2 separate regions of the Arachis hypogaea genome follow, and region 2 is linked to region 1. A link is a contact called in public Hi-C data. All regions are on one chromosome and are shown on one strand. Each heading gives the region's core, a stretch centred on a gene start, on an enhancer-like site or on the middle of the called end of the contact. The rest is flanking DNA. Distances are from core to core; before and after follow the strand shown.

Evidence for each region. A called contact is a pair of places that touch in the nucleus more often than the background predicts.
Region 2: a contact with region 1 is called in a Hi-C map of leaf, with 3 times the contacts expected there. The contact joins the enhancer-like site here to the promoter of LOC112717959 in region 1. A contact is called at or near these places in 4 of 8 Hi-C or Micro-C datasets (all in leaf).

What each region holds. Positions count from the first base shown.
Region 1 is chr10:110,994,117-111,001,386 of arahy.Tifrunner.gnm2.J5K5, forward strand. LOC112717959 reads right to left here and starts at 2,708. Exons shown (of 22, transcript XM_072204317.1): 1 at 2,425-2,708; 2 at 1,900-2,171; 3 at 1,476-1,699; 4 at 1-20. The coding sequence starts at 2,708.
Region 2 is chr10:111,040,480-111,047,336 of arahy.Tifrunner.gnm2.J5K5, forward strand. It overlaps LOC112716562 (ABC transporter G family member 22), which reads left to right. Exons shown (of 11, transcript XM_025768485.3): 3 at 3,170-3,240; 4 at 3,875-4,113; 5 at 4,249-4,404; 6 at 4,490-4,673; 7 at 4,771-5,082; 8 at 5,230-5,517; 9 at 5,609-5,893; 10 at 5,992-6,099; 11 at 6,175-6,857. The coding sequence ends at 6,390. Among protein-coding and RNA genes, the nearest start is that of TRNAC-GCA, 3.5 kb to the right of the region's middle. Within about 2 kb of position 2,757, at least 2 of the 3 cell types and tissues checked have open chromatin away from gene starts, as enhancers often do.

The DNA of each region.
Region 1 (7,270 bases), core at 1,458-3,957:
ACTGCGTGTATTTTTCCTCCCTAGAATTAATGAACAAAAAAACGATTAGATGGGAATAAACAAATAAATTTAAAATATAAATAATATAAATTTTAAACAAAATAGAAAAAACATTAGTAGAAAACTCACGTCTTCATCGAGCCAAACCATCTCAATTGAGTATGGCAATGGAGAATTTCCGTAACTTGGCAGTGTCCATAACCGTATCACTCGTATACGTACACACAAATTGTCGATTGTAGGATTGATGTCAGTAATTTTGTGAATACCAGCCATTAGAATAAATAGAGAGATTTTAGATATATGTAAAGAAAGGGATTGATGTACTTTAAATTGTGGTGCTTTACATCTCTCGTAACTTATACTTTTATAGTTGCATCATAACTAATATTTTTTAAATTTGATTGACTTTAATTTAAAATTTAAAAAATAACAAACTAAATAAAACAACCAAAACTTAAATTTTAAAAATAACAACTTAAACAAATTATAATTTAAAAATTCTAACATAACGTAAATTTTTATAATAATATAATAATATAATAATATTAGTACGTAACAATCGAAGAATAATTAACGTAAATTTTTTTAAAACTCTAAATTTCTTTAAAAAAATTTATGTAGCTGCAATTTAAAAAAAAATTAAAATTTTAAAAAATAATGCTAAAAAGAATTAACAGATATTTAAAAAATAGTGTTATAATATAAAAAAGAACAACCTAAGTAAAATCTAAATAAAATTAAAAAAATAACAATTTAAATAAAATAATTTGAAATTTAAAAAATAACAACCTAACTAAAATAACCCAAACAAATAAAATAATTTAAAATTTAAAAAATAACAACCTATGTAAAACAACCCAAACTTAAAATTTGAAAAAAACAACTTAAGCAAATAATAATTTATAATTTATAAATATAAATTTAAAAATTTCTAGTCACGACACGTAAGCAAATAAACTCCCAGACTCAACGTATGAGCGCCACGTCAGCAAATTGGCTCCCTATTTGTATTACTATAAAGATTATCAACAAAATTTTAGAATTATATACGGTCATTGAAGTTCTTATTATAAATAACATTGATGGTTGTAACTTTTGTCTTGAATGAATTATTCTCAATTAATACCCTTAAACCGGATTTTGATTTTACCCTTCACAAAGCAATATATAGTTGATCGTGGAAAAAAAACAGGTTTCGGCAAGTACAATCCCACCGTTGTTAAAGTTTGACTCTGAGACTTGTTAATAGTTTTAGAAAATAAAATAACTAATGGAAATTGTCTCCTTTAAAACCTAAAAGGAATAGTAGCATTATTGGGTATCATGTTCATCCGTGGTATCAAAACCACTCAACCTGCTTTATTTCCTATTAATGCGATGCATTCAATAACATGATAACCTAATATGTGTACATATAATCTTGTGTCATTGCATAGCCCATTTGATTAATCAATGTTTCGTAGTAACGTTACTGGTATACCTTCTTTAAGAGTCAACAGGTGAGACAGCAAGTCTGAACAATTTATAGCATTGAGAACATTTGGAGTAATTGTACCTAATTTAGATTCCATGTTACCTTCCCCTGCGCACAATGAATCAGAGCTAAGGTAGGTCTTCTCCTCTCCAATTAAAGATTTCATTATGTGCTTGTTAACATCGTTGACAATCTCAAGTGTAGGAACAAGTATTGTTCTGTCTGTGAAGTACAACTCATTGTTTAAATTTAGAAACAAATTTGGATACACAAAATTAACTAAAGAATTGAAACCATCTTCATTGTCATGAATAAGGATGTCTTCAGGTATGTTAACTTCGCTTTACATACCAGCTTGGCTAACGAAGTACGTTGCTTGATATAACACACAGTCTTCATTTAGATCAAGTGGTATCTTAAACCTTGAATGAATCGTACGGTCATTGGGGAGTAATAAGGATGCAATCCCAACATATCCATATACAAAAAAAAGCCTCCAACATCATCATTTACAGCACTAATCACCTTATCAAATGGTTCACGCTGCTCCAAATTCATGGTGTGTAAATTATTCTCCAACTCCTCCTTCAGCAGGGATAAATCAAAGTTCATCTCATCCATTATTAGAGGATTATCTATGCCCTCTAGATCATCAATAGTTGGGAGAAGCAACTGATCATACTCCTTAAACGATCTACCATTAACTTGTAATTTGTCCTAAATCTTGAAAAGAGTTAGATTAATAATTTGCTCTTCAGAAAGTTGTAACTCTGCATTACAACTATTGTTATTGTGGTGTTATATATATACATAATAATATAATAAAATTAAAGATACAACATTCGCAATGCATAGCCTTCTTGTGAGAATAAAGGGTGTCTTCAGATAATATATGATAACACTGTTCTCAAATCTTTATAGGACTCGAGATATTGTTTGATAGTAACAGAACAACAAATAGATCTCGAATGTATCTTGCAGAAGCCCACGTGCTTGCTTCCAACATAGCGTCAATAAATTCTTTATCACGTTGCAACAAACCTAAAGCATAACACGCTTCCTTGAATATTGAATACACAACACCATCTACTATTCGAAGATGGATGAAACTCAGGCACCCTTTCTGAATGTTCAGGAGAAGTTTGAGGTAGTAGTCTTCTCCATTGCCATGTGGCACATGGGTTAACCTACCAATTGAAAACCCTTGCTTCCTTGGCATCCACATGACCATATTGATATGTCCTCTTTCCATACAAATTTCTTAGGGAATTGGCTGTATGTAAGAGACCGGCCAAAAGGAAACAACTGATTAGCGAGCATCCATGCTAACAATTTAGTGAGCTTGCCATCCACCATTTCTATGACATCAATGATGTTTTCATGATCCCTAAAGACAACTGGATGTTTATTGGGTAAATGGGAAGGTAGTCTAATTACCAAAGGCTCTTTTTATTGTATGTCATACCTAAATACCCTCTAAGCAGTCTCACAGGCAGATATGTACCTACAATCATAATTACATATCTCATCAACAACCTGTTGGCAATCACCATCACCTGTTGATTGATAAAAAGTAGCTGTGACCCTATCATTGCCCTTGTGAACATACTTAAATAGATATTTTATTGCAGATGTCTAACATGTATGCTCGACATTAATGTGACAACCATACTTTAACAGCAGTGATGTGTTGTAGGGTACAATGAAAGAATTGTCAAGAACTACGCTCCTTTTTAAAATTGTGCGCCCATTGTCAAGCCTTTTATACTTTGGGAACCCAACTTCATCAATGATAGTCATTCTTTGAAATTGTTTTGGGTAAAATTTAGAGCAACGATCATTGATCATGCAAGGACTGTTCTTATTATGACGACCACATGGTCCATAAACCATGAACTTCTCTACTACTGCATAGAGCTTAGGTCTACGTAACTTATCTGGTATCTCAGCACAGATCATCTTGTCAATGTCATATGGAGATTTAGGTGTGTGATTTGGATCCAACAATAGAATATGAGCATGTGATAAGCCACGTTTCTGAAATTCTACAATACATACATCTGCAAAAAATTGGACAATGCGTTAAAGATATTAGATGAAATTTAGTTAAATAATGTATTACTCACATGCAGATATCTTGCCAAAGAATCTCCCGTGCTTAAAGTCCATAATAAGCTCATTCAACTTTATGTGAAAGATCCTAGACACTATGTCAGGTCGATCTTCAGCTTTAAGACCTGAGTCCTTTAATAAACATTTAATCTCATCCCATTCAGAATTGCATGTTATTGTGACAAAACAACTTGGGTATCTTGCATATTTGCAAATTACAAAAGCATCTTTACAATTATTAAACGTATATATTGGATCACCAGTGAAACTACTTGGAAAGATTATACATTGATCAGTAGCCACAGCATTTGCTTCGCCTCTAACCAATGACTCATGCATGTAGAGAGCTGTACTTATCAACCCTCAATTTAGGTTGGTTGTTCCATATAAAACTAAGACATTTAGACTCTATCATAGTGTAAGCATCCACCAAGAATTACTGAAATAATCTTATAGAATAAAACAAAATGGGAGAATATTCAAATCTCATCTGAATTCGATATAAGAAGAACTCTTTCATGCTTATATTATTTCTCTTATATAAAGAACTACTTCCATGGCGTAGAGAAGTTTCAATTCCTAGTCTAAGACTGTCTTCTCCATACGAAAATAATAAGGGATACTGAAGGGGCAAGTACAATGGGTGAAGAACGTCAATCATTTGTAACTTCTTGAAAGTGGTCTCAATGATTATTTCGCTGTCTAAAATAGATTCATTAATGTCTCCAACAATTAGAATAGCAACCTCTTAAGCAGTTGGTAAATTGTAGAGTCTTCCATTCTTAACCCTGTTCAAATAAGGTTCATCTTAATATCTGAACGATTCTCATTCTTGAACCTTTATCTAGCATAACAAAAACTCCTCACCAGTTCATTGTGGTTATCCAACATTTCCTTCAAGTCGTGCACAATTTGTCTTTCAATAGCGTTTGATAAATCAACGGAATTGATATAAATTTTAAAAGAAATTAAATTAAAACTTGTTTTTAAAAGAATTGAGAAATAATATTTCGTCAACGTAAAAAAATGCAATGTATTATATACCTCGCAGCAGATATTCGATTTTTGATTTCATTCTCTGTATCATAAATATAAAGCTAGGAAAATTTGGTCCTATCATTTTCAACTCGAAGTAAACTACCGATTGAATGGTAATTTTTTCCACTGATTGAAAATGTAAGTGGAGCTGAGCCATTATTGATGGTACGATTAATTTTTCCAGCCATCGATATGAAAGCGAACATTGACTTAAACTTACGTTTGTGTCTCCGGAAGTATTTTCCTTTTTCATTATCATTATAATGCAACTCTTCAAGACAAATAAGAACTTCTTTAAGATTTGGGTGTTCAACCTTTCCGTCCATGCAACATAACCCAAACTTTGCAATTTTGTTTCTTACACTTTTTGAGAGTCTCACACCTTCCCATATTGTTGCTTTACAATAAACACAATTATAAACCAAATCACTAGCATCCCAAGTATCTGCATATGTATCAATTTTAAGATTGTGTAATAATAAAATATTAATAATTTAATTTCATAAATTAAATGAAAAAAATTACATGAGTTACCTTCTTCAATTGAAGGAGTAAATGATGTACCACATACATTGTGCTCCACGTTTGCAAATTATTTTTTATATAAATTAAACAAAACTATATAGATAAATTTTATGTATAAAAGTTTTTTTGATATAATAAGTGATATAATACTACCTTCATAGTTATATGAATCATCACGATCAATGATATCATTCTCTAATACAATGTCGTCAAATCCATCTATAACTGGAAGACATTTATACAAAATTGGATTAATATTAAATAAATAACGCATATTAATATTTATTTCACATAACTTAAATAAAAATAATACCTGTGTGATCCTCATAATCTTCTAGAATTTCTGAATCACAATTATGGTTAACTGAATTGGTAATCTACCTGTTTTGTTGGACTATAGACTGGGGTATAACATTCAAACTAAAAAAGAAATTCTTAAACTTATAATTTGTCGTCTTCATAAAAAAAAGTTGAACTAAACGTTATAATAATTAAGCATCTAAACTTATAATTCCATTATAAATTAGCTTAATAATAATTAGGTACTAGCAATTAAGGTGAATAGACTGCAGTATAACGTTCAAACTAAAAAAGAAATTCTTAAACTTATAATTTGAGTTCTTTATAAAAAATTTTGAATTAAACATTATAATAATTAAGCATCTAAACTTATAATTCCACTATAAATTAACTTAATAATAATAAGATACTTACCATTCATGTGAATTCGATCTGCCACTACTTGTGATATTTGGAGAAAACTTCGTTATATAAGAACTCGAAAAAGGTTGATCACCCATGCAATTCGTTTGATGATATGAGTTCTCCTTCCCAATTGTTTTGATTTTAGATTGAATGGAAAAATATGAAGAACAATTCACTGATAACATAAACATTAGTTAATGACCAATTGATTCTGTGGACATAAAAAATTAACCAATTCAATTAGGTATCTTTTAAAAATTTTATAATATTCAGCTTTTTATTACCATAATTTAAAAAAATAAAACAAACACATCTAAAAATTATGAATAGATTTAGTGTATTTTTAAAATTAAATACACATCTAAAATACAAACTAAATAAAATTGAAATTTAAAATTTAAATTTTAAATTTCTGTTTCAGATTTAATATATTTAATTATTAATATATTACAATTTAAATACACATTCAAAAATCAAATTAATTAAAATTCAATTTTTCAAATTTAAAAATCTAAAATAAACCTTAAATAATCTAATAAGACCATACAAAACCTTGAAGGAAGCAGAGCAATCACATTCACCGCACAACATAAACCCAGAGGCGCACGCCGTCCGTGGTTCGTCATCCTCCGCCGCCGTTCATCCGCGCCACCTTCCTCCTCAACGCTCATCGTCGACGCCGCCTTTCTGCTCCTCGGCGCTCATTTACAACGCCGCCTTCCTCCTCCTTGGCGCTCATCTTCGTCGCGCCTTCCTCCTCCTCATCGCCGTTCGTCCGCATAAGCGTCGCCATTCACCTGCGCCGAAAACATACCTAAGGTTTGGACGGGTCTCTGTTCATAGAGTTTTTCTTTGCGCATTCTCTGACACAGTTGCTTTTCTTATTATCTTGTATAATATTCTTTTTTGTAATTAAAAATCGATTAAAATAGCTTGAAGAGATTCTCATATATATTGCAATGTTAAATTGTTTTTGCATGTGTAATTTCTGTATTTTGGAAGTGTTTACGTTCTTCACTGAGTTTTGGATGTGTTTACATGAGTTTTAGTTGTCTGCAAGGGAATATTATGTGAATTTTACTGATATCTGGTTGTTCTATTCTCATACTTGTGTTGAGGATTAATTTGTTTTTATTGGTGATTTTTGTTGACTATTAGTTATCTAGTGTGCAAGCTTGTGATTTAGGTTGTATAAACATATAATTTTGTATGTGTAATATTATAAATTTTGGGATGTGTAATAGGAACAAATTTGAAGCATCATCTTCAAGTTTTTAAGGTGGAGTTATTACTACGCCTACTAATCAGGTAAGTAATTTATACAATGTAATTAGTTATTCTATATACAGTGTTTTTGCTTATTTGTACAGTGTGTTCAACTTGTTAATTGTTCATTCATCGTGCATAAATTAC
Region 2 (6,857 bases), core at 1,507-4,006, 46 kb after region 1:
GGCAACTTTAACTTACCTTAATAATTTTATAAAAGAAAATAAAAAAATTAAATTAAATATTTTTAAATAATAATTATTAACATTTTAGGAAATATTTTATCTTTGTTAATTGTATTTTTTGAACGCAGTAAATTATATAAAAAAAACGTCATAATTTAATTGTTAAAAAATACGATTGACAATATGATTTAAAAAGATTCAATTTTATCTTTCATTAAACTTCAAATCAAATTATCTAGAGGCGTATAGATAGTGATTAGCAAAATGCACGTTGGATTTTTTTTTTATTATATTTACTCATGCGCTTCTGTACAAATTAATTAATTATTAGGGGGTGAAGGCTTATACGTACCTTTTTCAATGATGTTTCACGAGTATGAATATGATAGTATATACTACATTAATTGAGTTTCGAATTGAGGCTCAGATTTCATCAGTCTTTTAATAATAAGAATTAAAGGTTACGAACGCTCTAGAACTTAATATATATGTTGTGTCCTTATTAGAACCACGAAGTAATAAAATATATAAATAAATTATTCTGGGTTTAATTATTTGATGATATATGTCATCCAAAAAAAAAAATTAAGCCACCAAAAAAATTATTTGATGATATATAATTATATATGAATGCATATTTAGTTCTCGTGTTCTTTATTACATCGCTGATATATATGTTGATTAGTTTTTTCCTACCTTTTTCTTTTCCTTTCATCCTATAAACAGTGAACTTTTGGAAGGAAAATAAATGAACTAATTAAATATCATTTCAGGACAAAATAAATGAACTAATTTAATATAAAAAACATTTAAATTTTTTAAAAATAAGAACATATAAAATTTAATTAGAAAAAATATTTTTAAATTTAAACTTAACAAAAAAATCATATTTAATAAATTTCATATTAAATTTGTTTAATAATCTATTATAATATTAGTTGAAATTAACTATTATAATATTGATTCCCTAACGTTAGTCTTCAGCAACAGAATTATTCTTCAAGGAATTATTTTGTATATAAAATATTTTTTATATACACACACAATTATCTATTATTACTTTAAATCATTAAAAAATTAATCCCTTATTATTATTATTATTATTATTATTATTTAAAAGCCATATGATATAAATATCTAGTTTGATGACATGTTAATTATACTTAATTTTTAATCGATTTCTTTTTAGATATTATTAAGCAAGCAAGCAACATCAATTACAGTTTAAGTATTTGTTTAAATTGTGTGACAAATTAAATAATGGTCCCCATTGGCGTTGCAGTTTAAGTACTTAATAAACATTTTTTCAAGTAAAACTTACATTATTGTTATACACAGAAATAACAACGGCAAAAAGAACAAAAATAGGTAAGTACAATCCCTAATTAGTACGGCTCCGTGATTACCACTGAATTTGGTCATCCCTACTCATCCTTATTATGGAAACATCAAACACCACAGTATTCTCTTACATATTTAAACTTTAACTAGTACTTTTTTTTAGTTTTTATCTTATTTTATTCCTCCAATTACATATATTTATTTTCTCATGGACAAGAGATTTGATTAAAGACTTAGTGATAGATGAAATTAGGAAGGGTTACAACTTACAAGCTGCTGGTATCTGACATTACTATTTTTTTATATACTTATTTGGCATTACTATTAAGGCTTATGCACTTTAAAGATGTGTTGTTTATTTTCTTAAAATAATAATAAAAAAATACGCACATATAAATACATGTAGAGTGTTCAATTATTAAGATATTAATAAAGAATAAGGTGAACGTGTATCGGATTGAATTTGATATGGTTAAAATTTCGATCCGATCCATATTAAAATTATTCAATATATGTGGTTTTTAAATTTGGACATGTGCGGATTGAATCGGATTGAATATTGGATATATTCATAAAATACAAAAATATTTTTAAAAATTTATTTTTATTAAAAAATATCAATAAAATTCATTTTTTCTATTCTTTTAAATATGTTTATTTTTAAAATAATATTAAACATACTTTTCTTAAATAATAAATTAAAATAATACAACATATATGATAATTATTAGTTGAAATAAAATATAAAAAAATATTTATTTATTTATTTCTTTATTTTTGTAGATATGCAGATATGTAGATCAAATATGCAGATACCTATACAAAATTTGCAATCCGATTCTATTAGTGTGCGAATTGGATCTGATCCGATAGCTTTACAGATCGGATATATCCGTAATTTTCGGATAAAATTCGAATAAATACTACGGATATATGAATCAGATCCGATGTATGAACACCCCTATAAAAAAATATACTTGTTATTAAAAACTAATTCTATCTTTATGATTAATGATGAAGATTATAAGAGTAGAAAGTAACATTTTAAAAATTTTGAAAAAGCAAAATTATAATAAAAATTTATGTCTTGGATGTAATATGTGTCTCAGTTATCTAACTACAAACCAACAAACCTTTAACTACAAACCCGTGATTAACGGTCCAGAACAACTACACAAGTATAATTAATGTTACTGTGCTAATGTCCTTTTCCATATGAGCCACTTGTGTCTAAGCCTAATCTTCATGGTCCCCACAAGTCACCAATTCATCATAATAATTAATAACATATAGTAACGTCGGTCTAATTAACCACGAAAATTATTTTATTTAATTTAGTCTAGGAGAGTTCAATACATTAGGTTTATGTATATTTCTTTGTTGACTATGATCATTGACGACAATTTGATGTAGCACTTCATAACTGGACCTATATGATGACTCTTCCTTCATTGTTTTTTTATGGAAAAGCACAGTATATTGTTTCAATCTTGGGCCCCTTTATTAGAGTTCAGTTTGATTTTTTGTAACGTATATAGTGGAATCTGTTTGACTTACCATAAAGTATTAATTATTATTATTAAGGGTCTCAATCAATTTTCTTTCATTTGGACTTTATAGATCAGATAGACCTGCTGTGAATATCATTGCACCTTCAATCATTTTTCTTTACACTATATAATATATATATACATAGTTAGAGAAAAATGAAGTAATAAACTACACAGAATAACTGCCTAGTATATATTGGCTTCTACTTTTGAAGAGGAAACATATATTTTAATCCAAAATTATATATAAAATAGGTTGCATATAATGTATATTGCAGCGGAAGATATTGAAGCTGGAACTCATAAGCCAAAGTTTCAAATGGATCTTACTCTACCAATATATCTAAAGGTACCACATATTATTTTTACATATAAATAACAATAATAATAATAATAATAATAATAATAATAATAATAATAATAATAATAATAATAATAAAAGCTTTTGTTGCTGTTGATTCAATTCCCTGCCTGCACCGGTATCCAAACCTTGATGAATAATAGAGCGTGAGTTTGATATGGTGCTATATATGTATTTGGGCAGGGAACGATTATTGAAGCTTCATTATAGCAATCATTGATCAACGCCACCAATAAGCTAGCAATATAAGCATGATCAGGTTCAGTCTTGTACAATGTTTCATATTTCTTGTGATGTCAATGTACAAGACTACCCCTCCTCTCACCCAAAATTAATAATAACATTATTACCTACCATAATCTTTTTTATTTTCATTTTTACATTTTTTTTCTTTTTGATGATGATGCCTATACTAACACACACATACAGGGCATCAGTGTAAATTTATTTTGTCATACCCTTGAAGAAAGACATAGGTTGAGGCTTTGGAAACCATCTTCTGGATTTGAGAGGCTTTATAAGATATGTGCATTGAGCTTAATTTTATGCTTGATATAATAATAATAATAATTAGTTACTAGTAAATAAGAGTTAAATTGTGATTATGGGGATAAATGTGCAGTTCAGTGATGTGACATATAAGGTAGTGATGAAAGGAATGACAACAAGTGAGGAGAAGGATATACTGAAGGGTATAACTGGTTGTGTGAGTCCAGGGGAAGTTTTGGCATTGATGGGACCCTCAGGAAGTGGAAAAACATCACTGCTGAATCTTCTTGGAGGAAGAATAACTCATCACCCCACTGTTGGTGGATCTATCACCTACAATGACCAGCCTTATTCTAAGTTCCTCAAGAGTAGGTAAGATTCCAACACCTATCTTCACTTTCTTATACTATTTTGGAGAAAACTCACGTGGAGATGTCTTCAAATGAATTTGATAGTTGAAAATCGTTAGAAAATTTGACATGTTTGATTGTATGCATGTGGTGGCAGGATTGGATTTGTGACACAAGATGATGTTCTGTTTCCTCATCTAACTGTAAAAGAAACATTGACATATGCAGCCAGACTAAGATTGCCAAATACATTAACTCAGGAGCAAAAGGAACAACGTGCTTTAGATGTCATCTATGAGCTTGGTTTGGAAAGGTAGTAGTAACTAAATAATGAATAGCTTGATTATCATTCTATACACAACAATATAGGAATAGTAATAGTATGATACATGAAACAGGTGCCAAGACACTATGATAGGAGGATCCTTTGTTCGAGGAGTATCTGGGGGAGAGAGGAAGAGAGTCTGTATTGGCAATGAGATCATAATCAACCCTTCTCTTCTTCTTCTTGATGAACCAACTTCTGGCCTCGATTCTACAACAGCCTTGAGGATTGTTCAGATGCTACAACACATAGCAGAGGTACTTTTCTTTTTTCTCATTCTCATTCTGATTCATTTCCTTTTCAATTCATAGAAATTGAAAGTAGGATCCATCACATTCCTATACTTGCTTGCAGGCTGGTAAAACGGTAGTGACAACAATCCATCAACCATCAAGCAGGCTCTTCCATAAATTTGATAAGTTGATCCTTTTAGGAAAAGGGAGCTTGATTTACTTTGGAAAAGCATCTGAAGCTATGTCTTACTTCCAGTACATAGGGTGTTCACCTCTCATCACCATGAACCCAGCAGAGTTTCTACTTGACCTTGCAAATGGTAACATAAATGATGTTTCTGTTCCATCAGAGTTAGAGGATAAAGTTCAAATGGGGAATTTGTCAGAAGCTGAAACTCGCAATGGGAAACCATCACCTGCACTTGTGCAAGAGGTAGCTAACTTCTCATTATCCATTTTATATCATTTAAGTAAGATTCTGTTTGGTAAATGTTTTAGCGCAGAAAATTGAGAGATAAGACAGAAATATTGTACCTATTTTAGTATTTGTTTGCTTACAGTATTTACAATTTTTTGTCAGTATCTAGTGGAGGCGTATGAGACTAGAGTTGCTGAAACAGAAAAGAAAAAGCTACTGGTTCCTATCCCCCTTGATGAAGAACTCAAGTCTAAGGTTCTTTGTTCTAAAAGACAATGGGGAGCAAGTTGGTGTGAGCAATTTTCCATCTTGTTCTTGAGAGGATTCAAAGAAAGGAGGCATGACTATTTCAGCTGGTTGAGAATCACACAAGTTCTATCCACAGCAGTCATCTTAGGATTGCTATGGTGGCAATCAGATGCTAAAAACCCAAAAGGCATGCAAGACCAGGTAAACTCCTCTTCACTATGACAGCACCAATCACAACATGTACTGATAAGTTTTAACATCTTATATATATCTTCACATTTTGTCAATTCAGGCAGGACTACTTTTCTTTATTGCTGTGTTTTGGGGATTCTTTCCTGTCTTCACTGCAATATTCACATTCCCACAAGAGAGAGCAATGTTAAATAAGGAAAGAGCAACAGATATGTATAGACTAAGTGCATATTTTGTGGCAAGAACTACAAGTGACCTTCCATTAGACCTTATCTTACCAGTGCTTTTCCTCTTAGTTGTTTACTTCATGGCTGGATTGAGACTCAGTGCAGGACCATTCTTGCTTAGCATCCTTACAGTTTTTCTCTGCATAGTTGCAGCTCAGGTATATTATATACGCATCACTATTTCTAGAACCAACTACTAGTAAAGATAACAACTATAGTTTTAATGAGCTAAGGTTGTTTGTTAAATGTAAATAAGGGACTTGGACTTGCTATTGGGGCAACACTAATGGACTTGAAAAGGGCAACAACATTGGCTTCAGTTACTGTAATGACTTTCATGCTTGCTGGAGGCTTTTTTGTGAAGGTAAACTTAATTAACCTGTTGAGTAGTTTCAATGGTAACTCAAACAAGTAACTAACATGCTTCGAAATTCGGCAGAGGGTGCCGATATTTATATCATGGATCCGGTACATATCTTTCAACTACCACACGTACAAACTTCTGCTGAAGGTGCAATATGATGAAGAAGTGACACCAATGATAAATGGAATCAGAATTGATAGTGGCTCAACAGAGGTGGTTGCTCTGATAGCAATGGTTTTTGGTTACCGTCTATTGGCATATCTTTCCTTGCGTTGGATGAATGTTTCATAATATGGAGCTTAACACTGTGAATGGAAAACATTAATATATTGACTCAAGATTCATTCCTGAGGAGGACTTACCAAGTGATGTGCCTTTGCACTGATGGGATTATGCAGCTTCTGTCCTTTCTTTATTCCTTCCTTCCTGTATTTCAATTTCATAGCCACATTAGTATATGGACAGTTTAGATGAACAGGATGCTATTTTTGAAAGAATTGTATTAACTCTTAGAATCGAAGACTTGCTTATCAGAGGAGCCATAACTCTAGCAGTTATTAGTAGCTAGAAATTAAATATGGGTATGGCTATATGCTATTGTTGAGCTTTAAGAACTAGTGATATTGCTATCAGCTACTCACTAGTAAAGTTTCAGATAGGATTTAGGAATAATATTATAATTTTTTCTATCATTGTCCCATTGTAATTCAATGTTGTTCCACTGATTTTGATAAACAAAGCAAACAAGTATATTATGG